Linked DNA regions of Salmo salar: region 1 is linked to region 2. A link is a contact called in public Hi-C data. All regions are on one chromosome and are shown on one strand. Each heading gives the region's core, a stretch centred on a gene start, on an enhancer-like site or on the middle of the called end of the contact. The rest is flanking DNA. Distances are from core to core; before and after follow the strand shown.

Evidence for each region. Hi-C and Micro-C count contacts between places; a contact is called where the count stands out from the background.
Region 1: a Hi-C map of muscle shows a contact between it and region 2, with 4 times the contacts expected there. The contact joins the promoter of LOC106584182 here to the enhancer-like site in region 2. A contact is called at or near these places in 2 of 3 Hi-C or Micro-C datasets (gill and muscle).

Annotation. Positions count from the first base shown.
Region 1 is chrssa02:46,324,091-46,326,790 of Ssal_v3.1, forward strand. It overlaps LOC106584182 (vascular endothelial growth factor A-A), which reads right to left and starts at 1,449. Exons shown (of 7, transcript XM_014169146.2): 1 at 735-1,449. The coding sequence starts at 803.
Region 2 is chrssa02:46,231,466-46,234,165 of Ssal_v3.1, forward strand. No RefSeq gene overlaps it. Among protein-coding and RNA genes, the nearest start is that of LOC123739253, 11 kb to the right of the region's middle. Within about 2 kb of position 1,301, at least 1 of the 13 cell types and tissues checked has an H3K27ac peak or open chromatin away from gene starts, as enhancers often do. A contact at or near this core is called in muscle, where this site is marked.

The DNA of each region.
Region 1 (2,700 bases), core at 199-2,698, 93 kb after region 2:
CAGCTAGGCTATTCGGTTAGGGGCCAACAGGTTTGCACTAGTCCTTGCGCTCTCAATAGACAGGACGTCTGGACTTTGCTTTTCATTACAGTAGACTAGCCTACAAACGAGAGCAAATACATTGCCAATATTGGAATCAACTCGCTGGACACACACATCAATTCTACCTCTATTACACGTTGGTTCAATGGAAACGACGTTGGTTCAACCAGTGTGTGGCCAGTGGGTGTAGTGACATTATGTTGTCGTAATTTTATTCAATAGGAATCCAATTGAATTAAATCACGACAATAGTGATTTTGGATGATGTTAGTGTAATGAGGCAACTCGTTTCACTTTTACGTCACTCAAAATTCCGATTTTGCCTAGCCTACTATTTTGTTGACATTAATGCCGGGTGCATTGTGCATTTTCAAAAGTTATAATGATAATACAAATAATAGCCTAATTATAATAGAAAAGACAGCGTTAATTGGAATAGGCCTATGGCACTTTTTCCCAAAAGGACCAAAATGTATGTCAAACGTCAGGATTAACAATTCAAATGTGACATAAAATCTCTCATTAGGCCTATGATTTACAGAAAGTGAATACATTGTAAGTGGCCTACACACCTAGCAGCAAGTGACGAGGTTGAGCGATAAGGGCGATCCCCTCATTAATGAAACATGAACAGCATTGTATTCCTAATTCAAACGCATCTGATGCCCCTCCGATTTAAATATAATTCTCACCTTAACTGCATAAAAATGAAGCTGAAGCAGCGCTGCAAATAATAATTGTACAAAACTGCCAATGTTCATGATTGTAATTCCGAGGGTGAGTGGTACAGTTGTACTAAAATTTCAGCTGTCGTTTGGATCAGACACAATAATAAAGAAAAAACACAAAAAAACGCAACAATTTCTTGATAACTTGGTTATAGTAAAATCAAATCCATCCAAACATAGCAGATGTGCCACCTGAGAGGAATCCTTTTTTTTGGGGATTGCAACCGCCTCTAAGGAATCTCAGAGAATAGCCCCAAAGAATGGTAACATCCAAAATGCGTCGGTCATCCGGAGACTTCCAAGATTTCTATTCTACATCCACATTAGAAACCCCATAATGGACGTAACATCACCGTCCTACTATCTGCTCACCAGGATGAAAACTTTCACCAACTTCTGAAAGCAACTTAACTGTGTGAAAGCGGCGGCTGAGTTATAACAACATTGATCACAGTAAGTGAGGGTGAGCGTTTGCCTATGCAAAGTGATCCGTTAGCGATCCTCCTTGAAACGCACTGAAACGGTCTCCCTTTCCTTTGTCTTGCTTTTTTAAATGTGTTTTACTCTGACTTTGGGTTTGGACGTCCAGGCGCAGAATAAGGAGATCTTGTCATACACCTCTGTTTCTCGCTCGTTGTAGCGCGTTTACTGTTCCACGATCGTCAGCTATTGCGTTTAGCAATCGGACGTGTCGACTGTAGGACGTCGTTTGCGCTCATTGGTTAGATCCCCAATGTGGGCGTTACTGGTTGGTGGCGAGGGGTGGTGGGCGCGCTCCCATCAAATATTTAACAGAGATGTTCACATTGTGCGATTTGGTGAGTGCTTTAAGTCACAATTTTTATGAAAAATATAATACATGACACGTTTAAAATGGTAAGTATTAAATGGCCAATAGTTAGTTGTGTTGTTGGTGCATTTAATGGTCTCTTGTGGCCTTTTTTCTTTGCAGCTTTTGAATCATTCATCATTGTGATAGCCATTTACCATTTTGTTGAAATATTGGAATTGACATGCTTCTTATTTTTCAACCAAAGGTTTTTGTATGTTAAAGTATTGGCAAGAGTTACCATAAACAATGTGAAAATACCCAATTAGAAGCAGGCCAGGCCTATACTATTGCAGGAATCGCTTTTGCACCTAAAGTTAACTTCCAGCGCTTGGAGGTGGTGGTGCACACATGTTTTTAGTTGATCAGTTAAACAGAGATTGTAGCCTATATTGGACATTAGAGATGCCTGGATCTCTAAAAGGATACAGAGTACAGTAGGTGAGGATGTTCAGGTATGAAAGAGTGGAGAGGGACTTGCCTGGGCTGTATAGTGGTTTGCTTTTGGTGTACCACACACATGATGCTGAGTTCAGGAATCATAAAAGGCTCATTCCATAGCCTCATTATCATAGCACGTTCTAGGTGCTGAAAGTTGCAAGAAATTATCCTTATTAGAAAGTAAGTCAAACTTTAGAAAATGTCATTATATGTTCCCAAGTGAGGAAGACACTTGTGTTCAGGTGCGCTTTAGGAAGCTCTTAGCTAGGCATGGCTGAGCCAACACAATCAACTGAAACATGTCAGATTCTTGACTTGCGTGGACATATTGTTTGATATTGGAGGTCTTGTTTCAGCATTTAAGCATTCCAAAAGCACAATTGTTTTTGGTATTCATCCTCTTTCATCTGTCATGTAAATCAGAAGAGAACAAGTCATACATATTCGATAATTGATCTTTATGCGTAGGGAAGATGGAATGCCTGCTACATATTTGTTACACAAGGAATTAATTTAATAGGGGGACTGCATGAGTCTGTACGGATGGGATATCTCACACACACACACACACACACACACACACACACACACACACACACACACACACACACACACACACACACACACACACACACACACACAGAGAGAGATACAGAGAAC
Region 2 (2,700 bases), core at 51-2,550:
GGTCAGTCACTACGGAACATTTCAAGAACTTTGAACGTTTCTTCAAGTGCAGTCGCAAAAACCATCAAGCGCTATGATGAAACTGGCTCTCATGACGACTGCCACAGGAATGGAAGATCCAGAGTTACCTCTGCTGCAGAGGATAAGTTCATTAGCGTTACCAGTCTCAGAAATTGCAACCCAAATAAATGCTTCACAGAGTTCAAGTAACAGGTACATCTCAACATCAACTGTTCAGAAGAGACTGTGTAAATCAGGCCTTCATGGTCGAATTGCTGTAAAAAAAAAACACTACTAAAGGACATCAATAAGAAGAAGAGACTTCTGATAAAGTGAAAAAAGTAAAGCTGTAAACATTTGTGTTAACCTTTTCTTTTGGGGGGGGGGGGGTAAACAAGGATTGCTTTTTCAAACTGGAATAGGTTGGCGTGTGTGTGTGTGTGTGTTGCTGACTCTCAGAGGAGTTGCATGACTCCATGTTTTGACAAGCAGGTCTGGACCAAACCAAATCTGAATCAATTATAGATGTCTATGTTTCACAAGTTTGACAGTATACAGTAGAGTTCAGTAAAGAAAAGTAGTGTATTCAGTACAGTAGGGTAAAGTAAAGGAGAGTATAGTTCAGTTCAGTACTGTGCAGTACAGTAAAGCACAGTATGATACAGTAAAGTAAAGTAGAGTATAGTTCAGTTCAATACCGCACAGTAGATTTCAGCACAGTAGGGCAGAGTACAATGTACTGCACTCTGATCTACTGTACTATACTCTACTGATTTCAACTGTACTTTACCGCACTGTACTGCAATGTACTGTATTCTACTTTGCTCTACTGTGCTGCACTGCACTGTGCACTTTACTGTACTCTGTACTGACTGTGCTTTGCTGTACTGTGCCGCCCAAACTTGTAAAACATAGACGTCTTTTCAACATAATTTAGCTTACTTTGTTCCAATGGGGATGAAACCCCCCCCCCCCCTCCCCCCAATACAAGTAATTGTTTATGGATACGCTCACCACATAACTACTGTATTTATTAAAGAAATAACAAGAATATAAATATTTACTTTCACCCATAACAAAATGACAATATTCCTCTCAATATTTTGTGATTTTTGACCTATATTGACCACATGGATGACCTCGCATATGCAGGACACACATTTTTATCTTGATATTTATTACACCGCACTGTGACAACCAACCCGTGCGAAAACTAACCCCAGTCTCCCCAACACTGGACTGGATTCAGAGTTCACATGTCTTCTGCTGGACTGACGTGGACAACTGCTGTGGGGTCAGTGGGTGTGTGTTACATTGTGACTCTTCCAGAGAGGTTGTGGGTGGGTGGGTGTGCGTGCATGTGTGTGTGAGGTCCCTTGTGGCATGGTGTGAGGTCTGTAGCATTTGACTTTGACGGGTTTGTGCTAGTGTCTGTGTGTGCTAGTGTTTGTGTGTACGTACGTGTGTGCGAGCGTGCAAGTGTGTGATTGTGAAGATGACAATGTGAGGTCATTGGGTCATATGAGGACATAGACAGGGGGTGTGGTTGGATGTTGGTAGGTTTACCTAAAGTCCACATTCAGATCCTCCTCCCACCATGCAGTGACACGCCCATAGAATGTAAACTTCACCATCATAACCAGCACTTTTAACAAACTCATGAGAGCAGTAGCCAGGTGAATGACAGTACTCATATCAGCCTAGACTTACAAAGTGAAGCACATACTGAATGCTGCTTTACCTAAATCATTTTTGTAAAGTAGGAAACAATAAATGTTTAACTTCGAGTTAAATCAAATGTTCTATTTATTAAAGAATCAGCAATGATTTACTGAGCCATGCCCCTTCCTGGTATGAATGGTATTGTAGGAATGCATTTTCATCTTTTGTTTGATTAACAACTGCACCCAATACCCCGTGGTGCCAAGGTCGAAAGATTAATAAATGAAATAACAAAACCGACGAAGGTTGGTGTTTGATTATAATGTATTTCTTTACGCTGAGTACAATGACAACAGGCAAACACCCCTAAGGGACTTCCAGATCTGTCACAGTCAGGATCTGCCTTGCAACCTGTGCAGCAAGGCCCAATTATAAAAGCCACACAAAAGGCCCAAAAAGCCAAAGCGAAAAATCCCCTTGGGGAAAAAATCAATCCAGTGGGGATATGTAGCACATGTGTAGGGTGCCAAACCCCTCAGCACAATAAGACAAAAGACACAGGAAATAGGTTTCACCTCACACAGCACGTAATGCCAACATATGCACAACATATTTTCTCCTTCCTTTCATCTTGTCACACTCTGACCTTAGAGATCCTTTTAACCTGTTGGGGGTAGGGGGCAGTATTGACACGGCCGGATAAAAAACGTACCCGATTTAATCTGGTTACTACTCCTGCCCAGTAACTAGAATATGCATATAATTATTGGCTTTGGATAGAAAACACCCTAGCGTTTCTAAAACTGTTTGAATGGTGTCTGTGAGTATAACAGAACTCATATGGCAGGCAAAAACCTGAGAAGATTCCTTACAGGAAGTGCCCTCTCTGACAAGATCTTGTTCTTCTTGTCTCTGTTTATTGAAGACTGAGGATCTTTGCTGTAACGTGACACTTCCTACGGCTCCCATAGGCTCTCAGAGCCCGGGAAAAAGCTGAATCATATCGAGGCAGCCCCAGGCTGAAACACATTATCGCTT